Regions from separate parts of the Mus musculus genome. Here regions 1 and 2 are each linked to region 3. The links are chromatin contacts, called in public HiChIP or PLAC-seq and Micro-C maps. All regions are on one chromosome and are shown on one strand. Each heading gives the region's core, a stretch centred on a gene start, on an enhancer-like site or on the middle of the called end of the contact. The rest is flanking DNA. Distances are from core to core; before and after follow the strand shown. Region 1 holds the start of Gjc1 (gap junction protein, gamma 1). Region 2 overlaps Plekhm1 (pleckstrin homology domain containing, family M (with RUN domain) member 1). Region 3 holds the start of Hexim2 (hexamethylene bis-acetamide inducible 2).

The links. Hi-C and Micro-C count contacts between places; a contact is called where the count stands out from the background. HiChIP or PLAC-seq counts read pairs in DNA pulled down with a chosen protein or histone mark.
Region 1: a contact with region 3 is called in a Micro-C map of embryonic stem cells, with 4 times the contacts expected there. The contact joins the promoter of Gjc1 here to the promoter of Hexim2 in region 3. A contact is called at or near these places in 1 of 39 promoter capture datasets (neural stem cells) and 1 of 484 Hi-C or Micro-C datasets (embryonic stem cells).
Region 2: a contact with region 3 is called in an H3K4me3 HiChIP or PLAC-seq map of bone marrow-derived macrophages, with 2.9 times the contacts expected there. The contact joins the enhancer-like site here to the promoter of Hexim2 in region 3. A contact is called at or near these places in 1 of 39 promoter capture datasets (the 3T3-L1 cell line), 5 of 115 datasets of contacts at active chromatin or transcription factors (bone marrow-derived macrophages, effector CD8 T cells, embryonic stem cells and 2 more) and 3 of 9 other capture datasets (liver, macrophages and pancreatic islet).

What each region holds. Positions count from the first base shown.
Region 1 is chr11:102,817,586-102,821,320 of GRCm38.p6, reverse strand. It overlaps Gjc1 (gap junction protein, gamma 1), which reads left to right and starts at 2,162. Exons shown (of 3, transcript NM_001159382.1): 1 at 2,162-2,351.
Region 2 is chr11:103,394,523-103,398,432 of GRCm38.p6, reverse strand. Plekhm1 (pleckstrin homology domain containing, family M (with RUN domain) member 1) reads left to right here. Exons shown (of 12, transcript NM_183034.2): 3 at 1,159-1,406; 4 at 3,119-3,745. Among named protein-coding and RNA genes, the nearest start is that of Plekhm1, 16 kb to the left of the region's middle. Within about 2 kb of position 1,587, at least 43 of the 459 cell types and tissues checked have an H3K27ac peak or open chromatin away from gene starts, as enhancers often do. A contact at or near this core is called in bone marrow-derived macrophages and pancreatic cancer cells, where this site is marked.
Region 3 is chr11:103,131,170-103,134,816 of GRCm38.p6, reverse strand. Hexim2 (hexamethylene bis-acetamide inducible 2) reads right to left here and starts at 1,458. Exons shown (of 3, transcript NM_027658.2): 1 at 1,360-1,458; 2 at 676-782. The coding sequence starts at 738.

The DNA of each region.
Region 1 (3,735 bases), core at 913-3,412, 310 kb after region 3:
AAACGGAAACTCCTTATGAGGTTATATGATTCAGCTTGGTTTATTCTCAGTGATGTACATTCTACCATTGTATGATTATAGTAGTGTTTATCTGTTCTGTGGCTGATGGGTAATTAGAGTTTTTTTTTTTTTTCTTTTTGGCTGTTAAACTATCCCACACATATTTTGGTGAACACCTGTAGGCATTTCTGTAGAAGTTAGTCAAATGATGTCTTTTTTCTCTTAGAGGAGGGGGGCCAGAATTAAACCCAAGACCATATGCATCCTGGGTAAGAGCTCCACTGAGCTATGCCCCAGCCCCAACAGGTTTTTCTCATTCATATTCTCATGTATTTAAAAGTTCTTCACATTTGCCACTAGAAGAACTAGAGAAGTCATGTTGGGAAAGGCTGGCTGGGGAGAACTTTTGATACTCAGAGGCCAAGCCGTTTAAGGAACGGAAAAGGCTCAAGCAGCTGAGCGGGAGGGTGTAGGTTCTCAATAAACCAAATGTGGATCAGAAATGGCTATCCCATAAAACCAGAGGCTCATGGTTGGCCATGGTGTCCCTTACCTCTACTCCTAGCACTTAGGAGGTAAGAGCTGGGGAATCCCTCTGAGTTCCTGAGCAGTCTGATCTACATAACAAGCTCTAGGACAGCCAAGGTGACCCCATCTCAAAAAACAAAGAAGCAAACAAAAATAAAGGTTCAGAGCACAGCACAGTGGGGGTGGTGTCTGCCTTAGACCCCGCCTCCTGAGACAAAGGCAGGAGCATCAAGACTTCAAAGCTAGCTCTCAGCCACAGGTCGAGTCTGAGATCAGCCTGTGCTATAATGGGACTTCGTTTCATAAAAAATCAAACAAAATATCAAAAATGAAACATGAGGCTCAAAGTGAGCACATTCTTTGATTTTTAGAGAGAAGCCAAAAAAAAAAAAAAAAAAAAAGGATTTAAAAATTTGGGCACTTTCCTAAAAAAAAAAAAAAAAAAAACCACACACATCATAGCAACCAAACAAAATTTCGGAGGGTGTGGGTAGGCAATGGACCATCCCTTTTCATCCCAACCTGTGACCTAGCTTCGGGAGAAATTTGATCCACAAGTCGCCTCACTTGTTAGTGTTTAATTTCATCCCTGTCCAGGGGCAAAACTTTTAAAAAGCCTATCCATTTGTAATTCTAGAGTACAGGAATGGCCCTCCCCTCCCATCTCTTTGGTAAACTGCCTTTCACCACCCAGTCTCAATCTCGTTAAAGTATTTAGGGGAATTTCTCGTTTCTTTTTTAATAAAGATTTATTTTTTATTATTTTTAATTATGTGTCTCTGGGTCTATGTGTAGGTATGTGCACATCGATATAGGTGCCCCGAGAGAGTCGGATCCTCCAGAGGCTGGAGTTACAGGTGGTTGTGAACCACACAACGTGGGTGTAGAAGATTCTCTGCAACAGTAGTACAAACTGCATAGCCGCTGAGCCGTCTCTCCCGCTAGTTTTCCTTTTCTTAACCCGCAGTTTCGGCCAGGGGAATTCCTGTCCATGTGCATTTCAAGTCTTGTAATTGGGATCCCGCTGGGATGCAAGGAGTTAAGAGGAAATGGCCTATTAGGGTCTTACTAATCCGAGAAATCCAGGACCTCAAAACTATGCAGAACGCCTGTAAAAACCATGATTCCACCAGGCGGGGATGGTTGGCCGAGAAGCCCCGGAGGTTTTTCGAGCAACTGCAGAGCAGAGCCTAGAACGGCCATGAGCATCCCGAGATCCGCTGGACCAAGGCCCTGACCTAGCGCACGAGATAACGGTGGAGCTCTGCGGTCCGACCCTGGAAACTCAGGTGAGGCGTGTCTCCATCACGCTGTCACTGGCCGGCTCCTCCGGGGAATCACGCCACAGGAAATGAGCCCGCGGCGCTCGAAGTCAGCCGCCCACCGGGGCTCCCCGCGCAGGGGTCCTCCCGCCACCGCGCGCCCCGCCGCGTACGGGACCGCCCGGGAACGCGCGCGGCCGGTCACGGAAAGTTGGCGCCGGCGCGGGGCCGCGCGCTCCGGGCGCCCCCTCCCACTCGAGGCGCACGTGCAGCCGCGCCCCCGCTCCCAGGCCGAGACGGGACGCCCCCACCCCCACCGCGGCACGCAGTGCGCAGGCGCCTCCCCGCGGGTCCCGGCGGCGGGAGCGGGAGAGAGGGAGGCGGCGGGCGCGGCCGGAGCGGCTTCAGCCTCGGCTTGAAGGCTGAGGCGAAGGAGGCGGCGGCGGTGGCGGCGGCGGCGAGGCGGCGAAGGTGATGGCGACGCGGGGCCCATGAGGCGGCGGCCGGCGGGACGGGCCGAGGCCCGGCGGAGGAGGCGGCTTCGGGGGCGCCCACCGCCGGGTGAGCGGCGGCTTGAGGGGCCCCGGGCCGGGCGCGGCCGGGCGAACTCTGAGGCGCCTCGAAAGCGGCGGCGGCGGCGGGCCGGGTTCCTGGGGGCGGCAGGGCGGGAAGGAGCGCCCGCCGAGCCCCGAGGGGCGTCGCCACCCGCGTCCCGCCGCCGGCGCGCCCGCCCTCTTTGTCCCCAGGCGCGCGGTTCCCAAATTGGGAGGGAAACGGCTCGGGCGGGCCGGGAGCGGGCGGCGGTGCTCCCGCAACTCCTCGGGGCGGTTGGGGGACCCGGCCGGGCTGGCGCTGGGCGGGCTCGTCTTTGTCTGACGGCCTGGGCCGCTCTTCGGCGGCGTGCTGCGGGCTCCGGCGGGTCCTCTGTCCCCCTCGGAGGTTTCTTTTTCCCCCCTTTTTTACTGGAGGTTTGGTTCGAGCGCTGCGGAGCGGGAGAGGGGCTGGCGGGAGGACCCGGCCCGTCGCCTCTTGCTGGACGCCTTTTCTTTACTTGAGATGACTTTATTCTCACTTCGGAAAACTTTGGAGCTCTGCTGTGGCCTTTTTTTTTTTTTTTTTAATTGTTCTTCGTTGAGTCTCCAGATTGAAAATAGAGAGGAGGCGCTAATGCTGTGATTGGGCTGGCTGCCGCGTTTGGAGTTTCGAGTTGAAAAGATTTACATGACCCATGTTTAGAATTTGGGGTCCTCCCCCGCCGGTCCCCGCTTTGCGGATTATTTGGGATTGCTTTTCTTTTGCGAAGTGGGATGAGTTTGGTTTTTGTCATTTGAAGACATTTTCCTTTTGGTCCTCGGGGACTGGCAACGCCACAGATTTCATTGTGCTCGGGCTTTATTTTGTTCTCGTCCACACTAGGTGCAATCGAGGAACTCAAGGTAGACCAAATTCTGGATAAGTTATCTTGTATGTGTCTTAAGTCTAAAAGTTATTGCTTTTGTTGTGCACCCTTACAAGTGGATATATGTGAAAGCGCTGTACAAAAAGCCTTGTAAACGAAAGACTTTAGTTCTGTTAGGCAGAAATCATTTTGTCTGTAGTACATGAGTAACTGTAGGAAGAGGATTAATAATGTAATTTGGGGATTAATCCTTCCCCCTTGTAAACAGTTTGCAGGTATTTTTCAGAGCAAAAAATGCAAAACAAAGAGAAACAAAAAAGGCCCCACGAATTTGATTGCTTAGCTTGTAACTAAATTAATTGTGAGTTTTTGTTAAAAATTGCAGGTTTTGTTTGGGGCCAGCAGGATTTATTTGCAGCTACTTTGAGTTTCTTAAGGGCTGTGTAATGGCAGAATGAAAGGAATTAGAACAGTCTTCGGGGTAAAGGGTAAAACGATTTGTGATGCCAGATCTTCGGGTGCAGAGTAGGCAAAGGGCGTTTTGGA
Region 2 (3,910 bases), core at 338-2,837, 260 kb before region 3:
TAAAGATTTGATACACTCATATCTATGATTGTATGATTTTCCCACCAACACCTGGTGTACATTTGGAATTGCATGCCTTATATATGTTATTGTATCAGACACAGTGGCAAGTGTTAGAGACATGAGGAGAAAAGAAAAACCAATTTCTGTCTTCAAGCAATGGCCTCTGCGGGGCATGGTGGTTCAGATAGATCTCTAGATTCAAGGCTAGCCTGGTCTACAAAGTGAATTCCAGGACAGCCAGAGCTACAGAAATCCTTTAAAGCTTTGCTCTAGGCCTAGGCTCTTAGCTAATATAATTATACATCTGTGGTCTTGACTGGTCTTTCCTCCCCACAGTGTTGGGGATCTAATGGAGGGCTGTAACTGTCAAGCATACTCTCTTGAGCCACACTTGCTGGTCCTTTCTTTGTTATTGTTCTAAAGAAATACTCTGCCTCCTTAGCTTGTCTCTGCCGAGTGCCCCCAAGCCACCATTTCAGTAGTTAAATACAAGATTGATGTTTAGTTTTAAAAACCAAAAGATACGGGACTGGAGAGATGGCTCAGCAGCTAAGAGCACAGGCTGCTCTTCCAGAGGTCCTGAGTTCAAATCCCAGCAACCACATGGTGGCTCACAACCATCTGTAATGGGATCCATTGCCCTCTTCTGGTGTGTCTGAAGACAGTGACCATGTATGTACTCACGTACGTAAAATAAATAAATAGATATTTTAAAAAGAGAGAGGGAGAGATAGGGCGCACTTGTTGCTCTTGCAGAGGATCTGGGTTTGATTTTCAGCATCTACATGGTGTGTGGCCCACAACCATCCATAACTCCAGTTTTAGGGAATTTGATACCCTCTTCTAACCTCAGACACTAGGCACACATGTGATACACATACATACATGTAGGCCAAACACTCACACATACATTAATAAATTTAATTAAAACTTTTTCTTTTAAATAAAAAATAAAAAAAAAATAGATGTACAAAACCATTTCTTCTGTATGCCGGATCTTCACTTGCCACAATAGCTAGCTTTGCAGAAGGAGTCTAGGTTACATACATAAGTGTGTGTGGTCACACACCTCAAAAAACAGGCCCTGGACTACATTCCAGGGGCTCCACATAGGACTTCCCTCTAAAGTCTGCCCTTGTGTTTAACACAACTTAGGTCATCAAGAAGAAGCTCGTGGGATCCGTGAAGGCTCTGCAGAAACAGCATGTGTCTCTGGACACAGTGGTCACCAGTGAAGATGGAGATGCCAACACCATGTGCAGTGCCCTGGAGGCTGTGTTCATCCACGGCCTGCATGCCAAGCACATCCGCGCCGAGGCTGGCGGCAAAAGGAAGAAGCACACTCACCAGAAGGCTCTGCCTCAGCCTGTCTTCTGGCCCCTTCTGAAAGCCATCACCCACAGGTGAGATCCGTCAGGGAGAGAGGAGCTTCAGCCTGGGGCGCTGGGCTCCTCTCCAGGGTGGCACAGCCAGAAGCAGTGTTGTGGTGTAGTCGCTATGCAGTGACTGTAGGGCTAGGCTTAAGGAAGGCTTGCCTCCAGACCCTGAGACACTCCTCTAGAGCCTGTGGCTTCTCCTCACCCCAGCACTAATGACCTTTAGACTCCGCTAGGCTGAGTCATGTACTTACTGCTGAGTGGTGTGGCCTGAGAAGACTAAAGTATCCCCTCTCCTTTTTTTTTTTTTTTTTCAAGACAGGGTTTCTCCTTATAGCCCTGGCTGTCCTGGAACTCACTTTGTAGATCAGGCTGGCCTGGAACTCAGAAATCCACCTGCCTCTGCTGGGATTAAAGGCGTGCGCCACCACGCCCAGCAGGAAATGTTGCTGACTTGCCTTTGAATATTCAAGTCTGTCTTCTAAATTTAAAATATATGTTTTTTAAAATTTTATATGTGTAAGTATCCCCCTACATGAGTATCTGTGCACCATGTATGTGTCTGGTGCAGGGCACACAAGCCAAAAGAGGATGCCAGACCCCTGGGAACTGGACCTACAGATGATTGAGCCAGCCACCATGTGAGCGCTGAAAATAGAACCTGGGTCCTCTGCAAAAGCAGCCAGTGCTTTTAACCAGGGAGCCATTTCTCCAGCTCCTGTATTCTGAACTTTATGTTCATGATGAGGTATGTGTGGCACTTAGCCTAGAAACCAGATATATTTCTGAATATTCACCCTAAGGCCCTGTCTTTGGCCTTGTCCTTGGCTGCTTAGACCCTATGCTGGTACCTAGCACTGCCTCCGTAAAGTGTTAAGTGCCTGAAGACACCTTGTCAGTCTTTGGTCTGCCTTCCTGTAGCTGCTGATAGTGCCCTGTCTTGGTTTTTTTAGCTCTCTTCCAAGTAACAGTGTGTTTCTTTGTTTTTAAGTTTTGTTTTAAGTTTGTGTGTATGAGTGTGTGCCTGTGTGTCTATGCCACATGCATGTGGGTGCCTATGGAGTCCAGAAGAGGTAATCAGATCCCCTGGAGCTGGAGTTATGAGTATGTGAGGCACTCAACATATGTGCTGGGACTTGAACTCAGATCCTCTGGAAGCACAGCAAGTGCTCTTAACCACTGAGCCACCGCTCCAGTCCCAGAGACTGAGTTTCTAGTTGTCTCTATATCCAGCTCAGTGGTACCCTGAGTCAGTTAGCCAGTCAGTAATACTGCCGAAGTTAAGTACAGCTTACACTGAGTCCAGAGGACTGGGGGTACACTTCTGCACAGGACACCGTGGCAGCAGAGAAGGGGACTGTGGCTGTGTCAGACCGAAGCTTTGGGAACTGAGTTTGTGCACCTAGGGTCTGAGTGTTCCCTGCAGTGCCAGCTGCTCTCGACTGAGAGCGAATCTCAGTAGTCGAATGCTTGCCTAGTGTGCACAAGCTCTGGCTTTATTCCCTAGGAACTGGGGTTGGACTCAGCCGGTATGTCCTGGGTTAGCAGATGATGTTTGGTAGCTAGAGCTCAACAGCTCAGCTTTCCTGCATTCCCGAGACATCGTCCCCAGAATTTTATGTCTGAATACGATCATGTTTTCAGTACTTTATCACTCGTTCTTGCTAAGCAGTAGCTTGAACCACATCTCTGAGATTTGAGGCAGTTTCTTGCAACACATCTGCTCTGTCCCCCTGCAGACACATTGTCTCAGATTTGGAGCACCTGGTCTTCATCAACACAGATGTAGGCCGTTGCCGAGCCTGGCTGCGGTTGGCCCTCAATGACGGTCTGATGGAGTGCTATCTGAAACTGCTCCTGCAGGAACCTGCACGGTTGTGCGAGTACTATCAGCCCACAGCCCTGCTTCGAGATGCCGAGGAGGCTGAGTTCCTCCTGAGCTTCCTGCAAGGACTAACATCCTTGTCCTTCGAACTCTCCTACAAGTCAGCCATCTTAAATGAATGGACACTCACCCCATTGTCGCTCTCTGGGCTTTGCCCCCTCTCTGAACTCGACCCTCTCACTACCTCTGGTGCAGAACTACAGCGGAAAGAGTCTCTGGATTCAATTTCCCATTCCTCGGGCTCTGAGGACATCGAAGTCCAACACTCAGGCCATAAGATCCGCAGGAACAGGAAGCTCACTGCCTCTTCCCTCAGCCTGGACACAGCCAGTTCATCCCAGCTGTCCTGCAGCCTAAATTCTGACAGCTGCCTGCTCCAAGAGAATGGTCCCAAGAGTCCAGACCATTCTGAGGAACCCATGTCCTATGACTCAGATCTGGGCATGGCAAACACCGATGACCCCGACAGGTCTCTGCAAGAGTGAGTACCTCCTTCACCCTTACTCTGCCTTCCTGTACATGTGACTGTCACCAAATGGTGGGGTATAAAGAAGGCAAAGGAAGCAGGGCTCTCCCTGTGACTGAGGAAATAGCACAGTGGGGAGAATGGTTTGCTTTGGGCTTTTTTGAAATGACTTTTCTCTGT
Region 3 (3,647 bases), core at 209-2,708:
TTACTGAGGACTTAGGCGCTTTCTCCCTCTCCTCTGAGGTTTTCCTGCCCTGCCTGTCAACCTGTACACCGAAATCTCTTGTCTTGACTCATTCTTGGTTCTCAGCCCGGAAAAAATAAATTTTTTTTTAAGTGCAAAATCTCTAACCAAGTTATTTGTCCTTGAGGTCACTTGTCATTGAGAGACAAGGTACTGTTATCAGAAGACCCTAAATGTAAGGTGGAATTTTGTTCCTCACAGGCTGCCTGATTCTGGAAAAGGTAGTGCAGCTCTCCAACCTCAGCTTCTGTCCACTGGAAATAACATCTACCTTGAAGGGCTTTTAGGAATTCATGAGCCATCATTGAATCACATTCTGGCCTACTTCCCAGAGCACAGTACAGACTCATTTAAAACACTGGCTTTCTAGCTGGGTGTGGTGGTGCAGGCTGTAATTTTAGCCCTTGGAAGGCTGAAGAAGAACGTTGTTGCAAGTTCGAGGCCAGCTGGGGATACACAGAAAGACACCCCCCCCCACCTCCCCCCTCAAGGTCTCAAACAAACGAAAATAAAATAAAATACTGGTTTTCTAAATCTACCAACCAACCAACAAGACAAAACAACAAAAGCCCTAGGATTTCAGCTATCTGACCCCACGTTTAGGGCTTTCAGGTGGCTGGGAGGGTGGGTACTTACCTTGGCCTCCTCCAGAGCAGCTGGTGACGCTGTGTTGCAGTTGGTATGGTTCACAGTGGCCATCTTCTCCTACTCTTGCAGCAGATGATGTCTTTAACTACTGTCACCTGCTTTGAACAACAACAGAAACCTAAGTCCTTAGGCAGAAGCTGGTTGGTCAGGAATTGTTTTGTCACAGCAGCAGCAGCCATTTTGTGGCCCCAGACCTGCATGGCCTTCACTTTCAAGTGAAGACTCGGAAGGCTGTTTCCATACTCTAGTCTTCACATTGCTAGCCAGCAAGGGACCAAGTGGGAGAGCAGAGGCCCTGGGCCTCTGCTCTCCTAATAAGTAAAGACAGGCTGGCAGTTAGGAGGGTAGGCCTGAGCTCTGTCACCCAGAAAGGACACTGCTTGGGGGATGCTGTGGAGAGGGTGGGTCTGTAGCTCCTGGAAGCCCCTATCTTGACCACCTTCAATCTCTCTAGGTTGGGACCTGGTCAGAGCCTATGGTTGAAGTCTTTTTGTCTACAGGGCCTGGACGGCTTCTCTCCTGTCTCAAGGAACGGGGAGCTAAAGGGAAGAAGTCTTCAAACTACATGCAGCTGACAGAAAGAAGAAGAAAAAAAATTCAATGGGAGTAAAAATGGAGTTCTTGGAGGAGGGAAAAGTCCTGGCAGGGAGATTTAACGAAGGTGGGACTGACCTATTTGCTGTCAAGGGCTTAGTGTACACCACTACCTCTGTGTGTCTTTCTGTGCGACCGCCTGTCCATGAGAGTCTCAACGCCTCTGCCCTATCTCTTGCTGCAGTAGCAGCAGCTCTGGCCAAGCCGCTAAAGCCCTAAGATGGGGGGGGGGGGAGGTGGAGGGGCGAAGAGGACAGCCTGGCAGCGCAATGGCTGCTGGGGGTTGTAGTTCTTCCACCCTAGGAAAGCTGCCCAGGATACTTTCAAGCTCCCATTACGTCAACAACCATGCCCAGGAACGCCAAAAAAAAAAAAAAAAAAAAAAAAAAAAAAAAAAAAAAAAAAAAAAACCTATTTGCCTTTGCGTGAACGTCCCGCGCTCACCGATCTCTTCTTTGATTGGGTCGCTTGTCTGCCAGTCTCCCGACTTTTGTCAACAACTAGCTGTGCGGAAGCACAACTGGACCCGCCCTGTCAGAGCTCAATTAAAGAGTTCATTGATGGCGTTAGGCTTTACCAGGGAGAAATAGAGATCCGGTCGCGGGGGCGGGGCTTGCGCGCGGAGGGATTCCCTAGCCTTGAGGAAGGCGACGAGCAGCTCGGGGGCCGCCGCCGCCGCCGCCATTTTGGGCTGGGAGGAGGCAGCGGAGGGACTCGCTGCGCAGTGAGAGCACCCCATGGGGGGTGGTCCGGGCGCGGGGAGAGGCCGGGCCGAGTGGGCTGCCTGAAGTGGCGGCGCCGGGAGACGGCGGGGAGTTGGGTCGGGGGCTGGGAAGGGTGAAGGTTGGCGTCTCCCCGGCCGAGCCCAGTCCTCAAACCGTCCCGGCAGCCTCTCCGCCTCGCCTTTGAGAGCGGCCTTTTGGGGTAATTACCGCGTATTTCCCGGGATCCCAGCAGAGGAGAGGCCAGTAAGACGGCTTCCCCTCTGCTGTGCTTCCACCGGGACGTGATCCTGAGGCCGAGGTCTGCCCAAGGCCTCTCGTCACCCCCATTCATCCCGGGTATGGCGGCCAGGCCCGGCGTAGCCGGACCCCCATCTGAAGGACGAGGTGGGCGCGACGCCAGTTGGAGACCCTGGCTCGCAGGGACGGGCCGAGGTTGCAACTCTGGCCGCATGCCCTGAGCAGTGCTAGTGAGCTGGAGGCTCCGAGGTTGCCCGGCCGGATTGCACCCGCCTCCCCACCCCCATACACCGTGTCCATCCCACTTCTCAGGGCTGCGAAAAGCAACAACCCTCTAACTTCTATAACAGCCACCAACTCCCCCTGGGACCAACTAGATCTGGGCACGTGGAAAGCTCGAGCTTAGCGCTTGGAAATTTCTGAGCTCTCTTGCCCTCAAGATTTCTCCCATCGAGCCCCGACTCTCCCAATGGCCTGACCTCGAACGTCAGCATCCGCTTTTGGAAACTCCTGAAGTGTGTCGCCCCACTTCAAAATTTCACGCCAAAGGGATGGGGTTATGCCCTTTGAAGGGTTGGGGGAAAGAAAATAATTTCAGTCACTACAGTCCAGTAATAGAAACGGAGTGGCCCATTTCGGGTACTTCAAAAACATCTGCTTGCATTTTGAAATCTGAGCCGTAACTTAGGGGCGAAGAGGCTGTGCTACAAGGGCAAAGGGAGTTAATTCCGATGTGATTTTTTTTTTTTTTTTTTTTGTAAGCCTACACCATGTCCCATTTAAAGTCTTGTTCCACAAACTAAAAAGAGTATTTTCTGTGCCACTGTCTCATTGTTACTGAAGCCATCTCTTCTGTAGATGCAGAAAGTACTTAAGTAGAAATGGCAGTTTTGATCTACTTTATGTGTTATATAGGATATAGGGGAGACCTCGAATAAACTTACAACCTAACATTATAGCACTGCCAGCATTTAAAAGGCTCTCTTACTGAACTTGTTTCTTAAAGATTTCCAGACTACACCTTCAAATGATAGCTTTGTAGTTGAGCTGTCAGTTAAAATTGTGCCCAGGTAAGGCTCTGAAGTAGGTGGTTAACTAGCCATTGATACCTGTGAGTACCTTGTAATGAATTTTACTGCTAGTTATAGATGGTCTTAACTCCTAGGCCCTTGCTTTAACAGTAGGACCCGGGAAAGTTTCTTCAGGGTTGAAGGACTGCCCCTTGTATTAATAAAAAAAACAAAGTCTTTCCAGCTGGATGTGGTGGATCTCTTAAATTTGAGGCCAGCCAGCTCTCCATAGAGAGTTTCAGGCCAGCCAGGGCTACTAGTGAAACTTGAATAGTCCTAAATGGGGTGAGAGCTTCCTAGCTATAACTAATTTTTCCCTCCATACCTCATGGTT